2 separate regions of the Drosophila melanogaster genome follow, and region 1 is linked to region 2. The links are chromatin contacts, called in public Hi-C maps. All regions are on one chromosome and are shown on one strand. The core of a region is the stretch at or near the end of the contact, and the rest is flanking DNA. Distances in the headings are between cores, read along the strand shown.

What was found. Hi-C and Micro-C count contacts between places; a contact is called where the count stands out from the background.
Region 1: a Hi-C map of the Kc167 cell line shows a contact between it and region 2, with 2.2 times the contacts expected there. A contact is called at or near these places in 10 of 107 Hi-C or Micro-C datasets (the D17-c3 cell line, the Kc167 cell line, the PNm cell line and 5 more) and 1 of 7 datasets of targeted methods (the Kc167 cell line).

What each region holds. Positions count from the first base shown.
Region 1 is chr3L:4,237,983-4,245,763 of dm6, forward strand. It overlaps pav (pavarotti), which reads left to right and starts at 4,752. Exons shown (of 6, transcript NM_057677.4): 1 at 4,752-4,906; 2 at 4,966-5,724; 3 at 5,783-6,332; 4 at 6,393-6,714; 5 at 6,770-7,320; 6 at 7,382-7,781. The coding sequence starts at 4,896. It overlaps Sqor (Sulfide quinone oxidoreductase), which reads left to right and starts at 2,191. Exons shown (of 8, transcript NM_168071.1): 1 at 2,191-2,292; 2 at 2,357-2,541; 3 at 2,804-2,909; 4 at 2,970-3,194; 5 at 3,253-3,453; 6 at 3,512-3,721; 7 at 3,922-4,108; 8 at 4,162-4,621. The coding sequence starts at 2,414. The coding sequence ends at 4,478. It also overlaps asRNA:CR45738.
Region 2 is chr3L:1,650,902-1,657,878 of dm6, forward strand. It overlaps Vta1 (Vesicle trafficking 1), which reads right to left and starts at 1,999. Exons shown (of 4, transcript NM_139383.2): 1 at 1,789-1,999; 2 at 1,666-1,727; 3 at 1,431-1,581; 4 at 531-1,363. The coding sequence starts at 1,898. The coding sequence ends at 736. It overlaps CG7970, which reads left to right and starts at 1,849. Exons shown (of 4, transcript NM_001316449.1): 1 at 1,849-2,142; 2 at 2,241-2,353; 3 at 2,416-2,674; 4 at 2,734-3,337. The coding sequence starts at 1,975. The coding sequence ends at 2,961. It overlaps CG13920, which reads left to right. Exons shown (of 3, transcript NM_001299973.1): 3 at 12-600. The coding sequence ends at 232. It overlaps Srrm234 (Serine-arginine repetitive matrix 2/3/4), which reads right to left. Exons shown (of 11, transcript NM_167909.4): 8 at 5,778-6,977; 9 at 4,624-4,808; 10 at 4,353-4,559; 11 at 3,346-3,825. The coding sequence ends at 3,660.

The DNA of each region.
Region 1 (7,781 bases), core at 3,502-6,001, 2.6 Mb after region 2:
GTGAAAATGGTCACCTAGCAACAGCGGCTGCCACGCCCAATTTAAAGCGGCCCCTCGCCCGTTTGAGAGGCAACGAGCACCACCCAGGCACCCAGCCGCCACCCAAGCATCCAAGCATCCAGCCAGCAGGCCAGCCAATCACCCAACCACCCATTGTTTTCTTATAAATATCCGTAGCTATCGCTTGGCCCTCGAATAGCCGCCCACGCAGTCGCGGAGCCAATTTGGCCATCAGTCAATAGGGCTTCATTTGAATTGCCAGCTTGTCTCCAATTGACGATGGGCCACCTCATGGCGGCGGGTCGGGCCCACGCTAGGACCTCGCCAGGACCTGCCCCTCAGCACCCGCCCACGCAGTGGGCTGTGTGTGGCCACATCCAGCCATCCATCTATGTGCCCACACATCCCACATCCGTAAGCCCATCTGCAATCAGTCGGCAGCATGGCGTAATTAAACCCGCCGCTGTCACAGTTGTCGTCTCGTGGCGTTTGACATGTCCGCCTCGCGTTTATTGGCAACATTGTTCACTTAATCATCCCACATTTACCATATTTATTAGCAACATCGATCTATCTGCTCGTATCCGAATGCACGGAATGGGGAGCCGTGGAAAATCCCTGGATCCGAAGGGAAATTGTACTCAACAAGCTTGGTGGAAAGACCCCTAATTTACTATTGTTATTATTTTCATCAGAAATCGAAATTTATATAAATTACATGTTTAATTTTAATTGAAATATCTGGAACCTTTTTCATGATATAATCTTAAAAGAGTTTAATTTAACTTGAATATCTTTATCTATTTCTGAAGTAGCTATAGATTCAAGGTCCCAGAAAAATCCGGGGCATAAAACATTTGCATTATATAACTTTTCGGGTCCGATCATTATATTTTAAGTAAAACCCTTAACGATGAATGACATAGGGATCCTAAAAGACCCTTAGAAAAATCAAACAATACGAAAGTTAAGGGAAGACAAGTTTTTTAAATCTCCTTTTTTAACGAAATACTTTGATTTAAATATGGAATTAAATTGTTATCAACATCTGAAAAATTGCAAAAATCATTTAATTTATATTAGTTGCAATTTTTAAAACTTGATTTAGAGTTTGACGTATATGAGTAGATGACCGCTGCAGTTTATTAATAAGATTTATTGGTGACCTTCATATTCTGATTAGAGTCTGTGCAATCTATTAATTGACCATTTATTTAATGTCCACATATTATAGGAATTGCTTGATAAGACTCGCAAGTAATCAAATCAAATGTGAAAATATTCAATTTTAAATTAAACCAGTTACTTAACCACATGCCTGATTATAAAAATATGCGAGTTTTTCGGCGTTTTTTTTTTTTGTTTATCCTTTAGAAAGCATGCGTATATTTTTACAGTGTAATGGCCAGTTACCAGCAAATGCAACTCAAATTCTTCAAACTCGATAAGGTTGCCCCTGGAGGTATACCATAAATATAAACCGATGCACTAAGAAGGCAAATAAAACGCTTGTTAGCCCCGATAAGCAGGCAAATAAATGATACTTTGTTAGCGCTGAGGAGCCGTATTTAAGGGCATGATCTCATGGGTCGCTTATCGCCGGGTTCCACTGTAGACACAAAGCAAGTGGTCCGAGCACACGCGCCACCTACAGATTGTTTTATTTATTGAGCCCCGATAAGCACACAATTCTTTGCTGTTCTCAGAATTAAGTCCTCGTATTTTAAGGCATGATGTCATGTGTTGTCTGTAGGCAAAATCCACTGTAGATAGTATTTAAGTGCTTCGAGCATTCGCGCACTTTAGAGCTTTGGATTATTTAGCACCAAATGAGCTTTAAACAGCTGAGTACAAAAGCATGCTGAAAAGCTTTTGCCATCTTTCAAGGTTAAGCTATGAATACACCCATCCGAAAACTACAGTGCAACCTGTTGCGTTTTCCCCATTTTTATTACCACATAAAAACTGGTTTTCAGCCACGTACACTCTGATTTTTATGGCCGACGGGCGAAATTAAGAAATACCACATTTTTAGAAGCCTGACACTTTTTCCAAATTAGTACGCTTAAAACAATTCTAACAATTTCTAATGTGTTATTTACTTGTGTTCAAAATCAGTTGTTATGTTCGATTTCACTGACAAATTTTCCCACACTCGTTTTGTTTTCCTTGATAGCCGGTCGAAATGTTGGGAAGCACTACACAGTGCCGCCTAAGCATCTTCGGCATTTTTTAAATTTCTAAAGTTTTTTCTAAATTTGAAATAGACCAAACTTTTTGCCAGTGCAGCCGGTTTGATAACCCCCCATTGAAAGCTCTTTTTTGCCAGTCTTCAATCGGTTGTGGGCACTTGCAGTCCGTTTTGTTTTTCTTTAACGCAGATTGAGGGATCGAAGATCATCCAGCTGTTGCGATGAACCGTCGCCTTCCAGGAACCATCAGCCAGTGCCAGAAGCTTCTCCTAGCCACCCACAACCATGCTCCAACGGCCTTCTCCACCAGATTCCTGTCCACATCTCGAGTGAACCGCGAGCGGCAAGAGTAAGTTTGTTTATATAGCTGCGAAAGTTTATGACATTTTCCGCGAAACAAATGGCATGGCAAATCTATATCTATATCTACCAAAACAAATTGAATTAGTATGTTTAGGCTAGTAACTAATTAATGGCGATAACGAAGAGATAACTTGTTGGCCATGGTTAGATGGCACTGATGGTGGGTGTGGTCATGCGACTGTACTAATCTCCCTTGAGGTGTCTGTCATTGTATATTCCAGCAATTAAGTAAATCCTATTTTTTCCAGATGCCAAGTGCTGGTTGTGGGCGGTGGCACCGGTGGGTGTGCCATGGCCGCCAAGTTGTCCTCACGTTTGGGCAGCGACAAGGTGGTCGTCCTGGAACCGGAAGATGTGAGTAAGCCCAAAGGCAGTAAATAATCCATTATGACATAGCGCGATAATTCCCCATAGAAACATTACTACCAACCCATGTTCACCCTAATAGGAGGTGGTATGAAGAGATTGGATCAGAGCCACCGCCAAATGGCCGATGTGCTGCCCACAAAGGCCAAATGGGTGAAGGAGAAGGCGCTGGAGTTCGATCCGGATAATAATACGGTTAGCACTTCTGGTGGCAAGACCATCAAGTACGACTTCCTGATCATCGCCACCGGACTGCAGCTCAATTATGGAAAGGTACGTAGGGTATCAGTACGTTTAATAGTTGCTAATATCCATATCCACATATCCATAGATACCTGGCCTGGTGGAGGCCCTGGAGACCCCCGACAGTAATGTTTGCTCCATCTACTCGCCCAAGTACGTGGATCATGTGTACGAATGTCTGCGCAGGACCAACAAAGGAAATGCTATATTCACGTTTCCCAATTGTCCCATTAAGTGTGCAGGTGCACCGCAGAAAATCGCCTATATATCTGAGCACTACTTTAGGAAGGTGTGCATCATTTAGATAGAATATCTGGCAAACAACTTCAATTTGAAACCCTTTTCAGATGGGTCGTCGCGACAACGTCAATATCATCTACAATACATCGCTTCCCGTGATTTTTGGTGTTAAGCATTACGCAGAGGCCCTGATGAAACTGATCAAGAGGAGAAATATCACGCTTAATGTTCAAAGAAATCTCGTTGAAGTGAGACATAAAGATAATATAGCCGTGTTCGAGGATCTCGCCAAACCAGGAGTTCACTATGAGGAAACGGTAAGTGCTGGTCAATTAATTGGGTATTCTAGATACTATATAGATCTAGATCTAGATCCTAGAACTATATCTTTCTACTTAAAGCGAGAAATATGAAGAGTAGGTTAACTAAGATCAATTTTAAAGTCGTATAGTATTGCAGAAATAGGAGAATTGAAGGCCATGAAATTAAACTTATATAAGTATTATATCTTTCTCAGTACTCCATGCTTCATGTGACTCCGCCGATGAGCACTCCGGATGTGGTGGCCAACTGCAAGAAACTGGTAACCCCCACTGGCTTTGTGGACGTCGACCAGTTGACGCTGCAGCACAACAAGTACAGCAACGTGTTCGCCATCGGCGATTCGGCGTCCAGTCCCAACTCGAAGACGGCCGCGGCGGCAGGTAAATGGGTTGGGAATCCTGATCAGAATATTCAATTGATTTTTCACCTCCAGCCGCCCAATCACCGGTTGTGTTCAAAAACGTAATGGCGGCGATCGAGGGCAAAGCCCCAACGGATATCTACGATGGATACTCGTCCTGCCCCATCGTCACCGGCTACAGCTCCTGCATCCTGGCTGAGTTTGATTACAACCTCACCCCCGTGGAGACCTTTCCATTGGACCAGTCCAAGGAGAGGTACTCCATGTTCTTTATGAAGAAGGAGCTGATGCCGGTGCTCTACTGGAAGCTGATGATGAACGGCTACTGGAACGGACCGGCACTAATGCGGAAAATTTTCTCAGTGCTAAAGTTTAATAAAAAGCAATAGGGACCTCAAATGATCTTTAATTAATTTTAAAAGAATATTTGGCATCATCATAACCATTCCATACCTTAATATCATACTAATTTATAAACATTGTACTTTTAATTTGGTATGTGAGATCATAAATAAAAGTATTAAATTAGTTTAAAATCTAGTATATCTAAATATTTTAACCTATTCAAATGGCACGCACTGTACATAGCCTCGGTTTCAGTATGTATCAAGTATATATTGGAGCAGGGGATGGTATTTGCAGCATTAACCGCTTTCTAAAGTTCGGTCACTCTAAAACCAAGCGTGGCGTCGCTTGGCGCTGTAAATTTGAAGGTAACGAACTAAAAGAGAGATCGATTCCAGCAACAAAACAAGAAGAAACCCAACTCCCGTATATCAAATTAGTTGCAAAAACGAGCTGACAACATGAAGGCAGTGTAAGTGATATGACAGTTCCCGAAAGAACAACTCCATCAATGAGAATACCCATTTGCAGACCCAGGACGCCGATGCGTGTCGTCCCGAAAACTCCGCGGGTGCATCAAACGGTGGAGAAACAGCGACGAGACACCTCCGACAAGGCCAGGGATCCAGTGAATGTGTTCTGTCGAGTGCGGCCACTACAATCCGACGCAGATCTCACCTCCCTAAGGGTCAAGAACTCCACGACGATCGCACTGAATCCGCAGGATCAGCTGCTGCAGCATCACAAGCCACACAACGGCGCCCAGCGCGAGGTTCAGTACATATTCAAGCACGTTTTCCAGCCGGATGCCACGCAGCAGGATGTGTACGCAGCTGTGGCCCAGCCGTTGGTGGAGAACCTACTGAAAGGCCGAAACAGTCTGCTTTTCACCTACGGCGTGACTGGAAGTGGAAAAACGTACACCATGACCGGCAACCTGCGACACCGCGGCATCATGCCGCGCTGCCTGGACGTGCTCTTTCGCACCATTTCAGATTACCAGGCCAAGAAGTTCGTCTTCAAGCCGGACAAGCTTAATGGCTTCGAGATCCTGTCCGAAGAGGATGCGCTTTTGGAGCGCCAACACGAGATGAACCAGCGTTTTGCTGGCTCAGGACGATTTGCCTTCAGGCACAAGGACTCGGATCCGGAAATTGCATCCCAGGCCTCCGTGGAGCCAATTCCGCTGCTGGGTTTGGATGAGGACAACATGTACTCGGTGTTTGTCACCTATATTGAAATTTACAATAACAGCGTCTACGACCTCCTTGAGGACTCGGGTATACAGAAGTAAGTATTTATTAAGCATTACATTTAAAGAAATCTAACTGTATTCTTGACCCGACAGGACTTTGCAGAGCAAAATCATTCGTGAAGATGCCAATCGACACATGTTCGTCCACGGCGTCACAGAGGTGGAGGTCAAGACCGTGGAGGACGCCCTCGAGGTCTTTCAAATGGGCCAGAAGCGCAAACGAATGGGACACACTGTTCTCAATGCAGAATCCAGTAGGAGTCACTCGGTGTTCAATATACGCTTGGTGCAGGCGCCCACTGATAGCCAGGGTGAGAATGTGGTTCAGGACCGGCAAAACATCACAGTGAGTCAACTGTCCCTGGTGGATCTGGCGGGCAGTGAGCGATCCTCAAGGACCAAGAACACCGGTGTGCGACTCCGTGAGGCGGGCAACATCAATAATTCGCTGATGACGCTGCGCACTTGCCTGGAATATCTGCGCGAGAACCAACTCGCGGCTAGCAATGGATTGGCACCCAAGAAGGTCCCCTATCGAGACTCCAAGATCACACACATGTTTAAAAACTACTTCGATGGCGAAGGCCAGGTGTCCATGATTGTGTGCATCAACCCAAGAATTGAGGACTATGATGAGAATATGGTAAACTATTTTTCTGACAACAATGTACTCTGGTCCCTAAAATTTATTTATCCCGTTTAGCAAGTGATGAAGTTCGCCGAGATGACCCAGGAGGTGCAAATTGCTCGGGCGACTCCTATGAAGCAAGATTTGGGTCTGACTCCCGGCCGTCGCAAGGCCAACAAGCTGTTCAAGATTGCCGTTAATAATCTAAACGAGCTGGGCATTCCTGAGGCCAAGGATTTGGAGGTGGACGTGGGTTTGGTGTACAGTTTGGGACCCGATTTTCCCGCCTACGAAATGGACAGTCCCGAGGCACAGATCAAAATCCGCGAGCTAATGCATTATCTGGAGCAGCGCATAGAAAAGCGAAAGAAGCTGCGTGCCAACTTGGACATTAAATGTAAGACGTCACTTTCTTAATCTTAACATTGAAATACTAATTCCACAACTTTCAGGTGACAGCTTCCGGCAGATGCTGATGAACCTTGACCGCGACAATCTTCAGCTGCGCACGGAGCTCGCCTCCTTAAAGGCTGTTTACAAGCAGGAGCGCGATCGCAGTGCGGCACTCGAGAAGAAGGTTCGCATCCACGAGAGCTCCATTGACGTGCTTAACAATACGCTAAGCAAGCAAGAACGGCAGATTGAAGAGCTGACTTTCAAGCTGAACGAGAAGGAGAATATGCTCACCCAAAAGGAGCACGAGAAGGAAAAGCAAAAGAAGAAGTTCAGCTCCAAGCTGGCCGTTGAGTCGGACAAAAATAAGCGAGAGTTTGAACTAAAGCTGCGTGAACAGCGAGTGAAATTGCAGGAACGCATGCGCATCAAGGACGAGAAGTTGCGATTGGTCTCCAACATTCTGCAGTCCGAAGATCTGCCCAGTTTGCCGCGGTCACAGAGCTCGGAAAACATACTTAATGAGAAAGATCGCGGTGCATATACGGCGCGCACGGAGGAGTCCTCGGTGCCAGCTACACGAACAGATATATATGCAACGCCACGTCATGTAAGTGTATGATTAATCCTAGAATATTGCAATATCTATTGATAATTTTATATCCCAACAGGGTGCAGCAGCGGCCAACAATCGGCATAGACGCTCTCGATCCGCAGGCGACAAGTGGCTGGAGCATCGGGCAGCTAATCCCGTTCCGCTTGGCACTATTATGCAGCCGTATCTGAAGAATCGCAAATCCGTAACGAAACTAACCGACTTGAAGGAGTTGACTGCTCACGGAACTACGAAGTACTGTCTCGTCTCGCAGGATGCGGATACGGATGGCGATGTGGAGACGAAGCTGTATAAGGGCAATGTAATTCCCACTTGTGGCGGTGGTGCCCAAGTTGTGTTCAACGATGTGGAGTGCCTCAAGCAGAAGTCACCGGTTCACTCGCCCACGCGAAAGCGACCCAGCAATGGCAACATTTCGGCTCTGGGCGGCGGTGCAGTGCCCAGCACGGTCACCT
Region 2 (6,977 bases), core at 749-3,248:
CTTACCCACAGATAAGGTCAAAAACACGGCCAACGTTACGCTGCTGGTGTTGATGCTCCTGGGCATCTACCAGCACTGGATGGTCAGTGATCCGTTCGAGCGCTCCGGTCCGGCGCTGGTCTTCACCTTCATGCTGGGCGGACGCCTGGTGGTCTGGTACCAGACCGCCCGCCTCCAGGACGAGGCCACGACGGCAGCGCAGCCTGCTGCGAACGGCGTAAAGCAGGACTAGGTGCCTGCTACCGGTGCATCACGTACTCATAGTCATTCACTGATCCAGCTTTGTTTTAGCACCTTAAGTTGGGCTCGAGATGGCGCGCCCTGTCTGCGGGTCTCAAATTCATTCACATCATTCTAGCAAATCGAAATTCATGTTTTCACTTTGGTGCCAAATTATTATCGTATACAGAACTACTATATTGTATGCAATGGCGAGAGATATTAACTAAACTGTAGACGCGACCAGATCAAACCAGAATGTAATCAAATCCTCTTCGTAACGGGCACTTAGTCGGAACCATTTAAATTACGACTTTAGAAACAATTTTAATAAATTTGAACAACTCATACATATTTAAAATTAATAATCCAACGTCAGTCAATCTGAATTTCGTTTTACTTTCGTCCTCAAACGAGCGATTAGCAGGAGATTATGCGGCATTATACTGGTGCTCTAAGCTATAACTGTGCCAAGGAAGCGATTCCTAAATACGTGTGAATGTGGATGTGTACGCCCTACTCGGACCCGGTGCTCAGCAGCTTCAGGGCCTTCTGCAGGTTCTCGATGGCTGTCTTGACGTCGTCGTAGTTGAGGGCACTGCCGGCGTACTTGCAATACTTCTGGGCGGTAATCATTTGGTCGGGAGTGATTTGCACCCCGGCCACGGGCACAATGGGCTGGTAAATGGTGGCCGCCGTGGCCGGATTAGGCTGAGCTGTGGGCACGTAGGGCACAAAGCCGCCCGGCTTCTCCTCGTCCACCGGTGGACTGGGCAATTTGTTCGGGTTGTTCAGCACCTCCTCGGCGGTGGGAGGGACCACTCCGGAAGTTGTCGGTGATGATGGAGCTGGTGGCTGTGAGTCAGGCTCCGGCTGGTAGGGCGCTGGAGCAGCTGCTCCCGCGGCGTCCTCCGGCGATGTGTCTGCCGAGGCGTTGGCATTCTCCCCCTCGAGCTCCGCCTCATCGTCGTCGTCTGGCAAGGGGCCGGGAATCGGTGTCTCACCGTTCTTCAGGCAATTGTGGATGTAGGCGGCCTTCCACTTGGCGTACTTCCTGTTGTGCAGCGCCTCTTCGCTCAGTTCACCGAAGGTCTGGAGAATGTCGTAGAGCACACCACTGGAGTAGAAGGCCTTAACGACGTTTCTGCGAAGAAGCACAATCTTATGAATCAGGAAAATCGATTCAGGGTATTTCTACGAAGGGAACGCACTTTCCGAAGTTCTCCTCGCGATCCTGTTTGTCGGCGTACAGGAATAGTTTCAAGGCGTAGTTCTCGATGTGTGCCTGGGCAGCCACCTCGTTGGTGATGGCCTCGTTCTCAGCATACTGTTTCTTCATCTGCTCCAGCCAGTCCATGATGCCTGGCGGTCGTAGGGAAAACCAAAACAAAACAAACCACGGATGAGTCATAGGCTGGTAATATGCGTATCGGATTTTTCACTCACCCAGCAGCAGTTTGGTTTCTTCACCCGTTTGGGTGGAGGCTTTGAGGCCCACCTGGAGAGCACTGGATTCGGAAGATGAGTAAATACGGGCAAAACAAGAAAAACTAATCTGTAGATACTCACTAGAGTCTCGCCCAGTAGGCGATGACCACATCCCGGGTATCATGTTCCTGGGCCAGCTTCAGAAAGTGTTGGATGGACTTCAGCGAGGGAGGACAAGGCGGAAACTCCATCGTGGTGGAAAGAGGGCTTAATCTTTAGTTCTATGCTTAATTACGGATCTGGAAAATTATGCCGACAACAATGGAAATGACGAGCACGCAGAGTGACCAGATATCGCAGTTTCTCGAATGCCATGGAACCACCCCAGTTCCAAACTCTGGAACTAGCGAAATACTAAAGTTTGTACCTTCGGCTAAAGTTGTTGGTTCGGCGCTCAGTTGCGAATCTGCGACCAAAACGTTTGGAGTTTCTCAGGTAAGCACTGGACTCTGGGAACTGGTTTTCGCTGTTATCAGTGCGACCAGTTGCACTTTGCACTTTGACCTGCATCCTTCACACCAGTCACATTCCAGGCACATCTCTGCACCACCGGCAACATGGTTCTCTCCAAGCCCCTGTACTCGCTCTTCGGCACTTATCTGGAGCAGCTCTTCAACCACCCGGTCCGCACCAAATCCATTACGGCGTAAGTACACTATTCGCCTTATCATCCGGTTCGCCTCACCCACCGGCTGCTCCTTACTGCAGATGCGTTCTGGCCACCTCGGCTAATGTCACCTCCCAGCGTTTGGCGGGCGCCAAGACCCTCAACCAGCAGAGCGTATTCGCCTACGGACTCTTTGGACTGATCTTCGGCGGTAGTGTGCCGCACTACTTCTACACGACGGTGGAGCGACTCTTCAGCCAGGATGTGCGCTTCCGAAGATTCTTCCTGTTCCTGTCCGAGCGACTGGTCTATGCTCCGATTTACCAGGCACTGTCCCTGTTCTTCTTGGCCCTGTTCGAGGTGAGAATCCATAATCCGCAATCTCAGTTCCTAGAACTATAATTTGTAATCCCTTACAGGGCAAGTCTCCCAGCACTGCATTGAAGAATGTTGAGAAGCTCTACTGGCCTCTGCTGAAGGCCAACTGGCAGTACCTGTCCGTGTTCGTGTACCTCAACTTCGCCTACGTGCCCCCGATGTTCCGGTCCATCAGCATGGCCATCATCTCCTTCATCTGGGTGGTGTACATCGCCCAGAAGCGTCGCCGCTTCCAGGACAAGCTGGCCGCCAAAGAGGCAGCCAAATAGGCTATACGACCCTTAAACCCTGTGGTAGTCGTCTTGGCCTAATATTCCAATTACTGCTTAGATTACGGCTGAACTGCTTCAAGTTCTTTATCTTCCCGCGTTCCGGCGGATTGCAAAAAGTCCGTGTGTATTTGAACACTTTAGATAAGCTAAAACTAACTGGAGGGGCGCCTTATCAACCGACTGTTGTTATACCTTAAACCCTAAATTTTGTAAACTTTTCTTACCAAAATAAACTAATATACAATGTATAAGATATCTAGATATCCATGGCCAAATTTGGCCAACAGAAATGCTTAACAAGTAGCGACAATCGTCGATCTAACATCCCATTTCCATTGCGCACAATGGATCCCAATTTGAGAAATTCCAAGGCAACCTTTTGAGATGCAACAAATAATGTCTGTTTTTTTTTTATTAAAACGCAGCTTAGAACTAGCAAATAATCGAGCAAAGGCTTACAAACGAGAATTATTGGCTTTTTATCGGCGCTACAATATAATTTCGCTAGTAAATTCATGGGCAGATGACTAACTTAGGGCTACGGAATGCAGTGTAAAACAAGTTAAATGCGCATAACAACTATCTTAAAACTAGGATTCTGACTAGAGGAGGTGACTACGATGATGGTGATGATTGTGGGGGGCACCTGTGCCTCAAGACTCGCCGCACATCCTGCGCAGCGACGCGGTTAACACTCAGAAGGCGGCCATCGACGGACTCCGGCTGTTGCGCAGGGGCGTGAGAAGGGGCGTGGCAGGACTGCTGGCGCGGCTAAAGCAACTGGAGCAGCAACTAGAGGCATCCTCCACCTCGCCCTCGGCGTTCGCCTTGTGGTGATAGGGAATCGGTCGCTTGCGAGCGCTGAAAGCATAATGAATAGATTAGTATGGGATTCGTGTAGCAAGCTTAAAAACCAAAGGGCAAATATGAAAGTAACTCACCAAACTGAAAATCGTAAGGAATAGAAAAGCAGTGGCTAAAAATCAAACAAAAGAAATCCTATAAAACCATATAATCGGTAAAGTGACAAAGTTTATTTGCGGCTTGGCTAAATTACGAAAAATCAGGATGACACACAATTTGATAGCTACAAATATATAAAAGAAGATTGGCGAGTAGTTAAGATAATCAAATTATAAGTAGTTCCTGAGTCAGCTGAAAAAATAAAACCATTTAGAAGAAATCAAGAGTTCGTGCTGTATAAATAAGGTGTAAAATTATTGTAACTCAATCGTGTAATGGATATAAGCAGTCACTAGCGTCTTGTGCTGCGCGGCGATCGACGGCTACGAAATAAAATGTAAAGAACAAATAAAATGTAAAAGAAAACGATTATTCAAAGAAATAATGAGGTCAACCAAGGCGGGGCAGGAATCCTGCCAAGTTACCTCGTTATGCGACGTCTGTCCAGAAAGCTTGGCGAGCCGCGACGCCTTGGGATGGAGGGCGATCGAGAGCCGGACTGTGATGATCCGGAGCCGCTGCCGGAGGAGGAGCTGCCCGAGCTGCTGTTCGTGGAGCAGCTGGTGCGGGAGGAGTGCGACCCAGACCTTGAGCTGTGCGATCCGCTGCGACTGCTGGACGAGCTGTACCGCCTACGAAGAGGGATAAGATTTAGCATTAGTCTACATTTAGAAACTTGCTCAGCCAAGTACTTACGATCTCGACTCGCTGCTGGAGTCATGTCGATGATGGCTGGTGCTGGTGCGCCTCTTGCTGCGACTACGACGCTCGCGACTGCGGCTCCTACGGGCCGCACTCTCCGCCGCCGCCACGGTGGCCGTGGATACCTTGGAGACGATAGCATCCACCAGTGAGCTGTCCGCGAGCGCCGCGACTAGAGGCTGTGGATCGTGAATTTTGAAGGGTTTTATAACGATTTTCGGTTTTTGTTGGTGTTGATGGTGATGATGAAGGTAGCTAATACTATTGGCGGCCACAGCCGCAGCCGCTGCCGCCGCATTGAAGCTAATGGGCCCGCCACCACCCCGGACATGCGACGGATGGCCCAACAGCGGAGCACCTGGCCCACTCATGCCCACACCAGCTCCCGTCAGGGACAGCAGTCCCGGATGGCGCTGTCCATGGCCGAAGAGAGCCGAGTTGTAGACCAAGCCACGAGCCAGGTGGTGCGCCTGCTGCTGCTGCAGGCTGTGCTGGTGGTTTTTGCAGATGTTGTAGTGTGTGGCGGTTAGAAGGGGACCGTGGTTGAGGCGGTTTGTGGTGCGATTGTATGTGCCCGGAGTACCCGCCAGAAACGGGAGCATGGCCGCGTTGTTGTTGTTCCCGCCGCTATTGCTACTGTTGGAATTCGAATGAGGTACCCCGCCACCACCACATGCATGAGGGTTGTTAGTACTATGTCTACTGTTAGGGTTATTGTTCAGCGTGCGGTTGTGGAAGATACGCTTCCCCGGCGGATGCTGGTGATGTTGCTGCTGCTGCGAGTGGTGATGCATATGCTGTGGAGGCGGCCTGTTGTGGTGCACGTGGTTCTTGTGAACCAATGTCGGACTCTTTGCGTCGCCATTCGCCGTCACTTGGGGCGTCTTGCAAATGGGCGGTGTGCTAGTGTCCCTTTTTTTGACCGTATCCTCCACAGGCACAGACAGCTCTCGATCCGGATCCCGCTGCTGAGGCTGCTCCTGGCGCTGCTCCAGCGGCACAACCACCGCCAAAGGCGGCGGGGGCGTCGTCGTTAGTGTTACCGTGGTTGTAGTCAGTGTGTTAATTAAAGCGGTCACGTTGTTAGCAACAAGGAATTCGCTTAGCGAGTTACGTTTGGTAGCCGTCACCTGGTCACTGCCACTTACTTCGCTACCCTCTTTGGCCGGGTCTTTCTCCATGATCTTGATCTTCTGCTTGGCCTTGGCCGCTATACCAGACTTCAGTTGCTCCAGCATGCGCAGCTCCTGCTGTTCCTCGCGTTCGCGCCTGCTCTGCTGGAATTCCTCCAAGGCGGCACCATCTACTCCTGTTTCCGCATCGCTGCCGTCGTCGCTTTGTGCCCTCAGGCGGACCACTGGAGCAGGTTTTGTCGAGTGGGCTTCCCTTACTTTGGACGGTCGCTTTTTGTCCTGCACAATGTCGTGGTAGCGTTCCGGATGACGTTCAGCTGGCGAGTAGCGCAGCTCAGAGGAAATAGAGCGAGAACGACGGCTCGTACGCTTGGGACTTGATTCGTCCACCTTGCTCTTTGACTTTGACTTTTGCGGGGAGTTTGATTGCTCCCGTTTCACGCTAACGCGGCTCTCCTTTCTGGGGCTAATCTCCTTCTTCACCTCTTTTAGCTCTGGGGTCTTGCTCCTCTTCTTTTGTTTCCTAGGTGTGGGCTTAGGCGATGGCGTACGCGAGGAAGTCGAGCTACTACCGGAGCTGTCGGAATCCGAGCTAGAGCTGGAAGCCGCCCGCTGTCGCTTAGTCTGTTCCAGGGCCACCATCACCGACTTTGTGCCAAGGATGTCGTTAACAGTATCCTCGGCCGCCTTAAAGGGATTGAAGGCTGGCGTTGGCACCGACTTCTTCGGTGGCGCCTCTGGGGAATGGGCTGGAGATTTGAATCGGGCATTGCGGCTTAATTTAGTGTCATCTTTTTGCTTCCTGCTAGCATTGGTAGGAGACCGATGTCGGCGGTCGTCTCTTGATTTGGAACTGCGCTCTCTTGGCGATCGTGTGGGCCGGGCTTCCTTGGCTGGACGTTCTCTAGAACGCTGCCGCTCCTTGGAACGTTGCCTGTCCTTTGATTGCAGTGGCTCCCTAGAGCGCTGCCTCTCCCTTGAGCGCTGTTTTTCCTTGGAGGGCTGTCTCTCCTTTGATCGCTTCCTCTCGTTAGAACGCTGCCTTTCCTTTAACCCTTGCCTATCCTTGGAAAGTTGCCCCTCCTTAGAGCGTCGCCTCTCCCTTGAACGCTGTCTATCCTTCGAGCGCTCTCTCTCCTTCGAGCGCTGCCTCTCCTTCGACCGTTGGCGCTCGTTGGAACGCTGATTTTCCTTTGACCGATCCGTGGATCTATC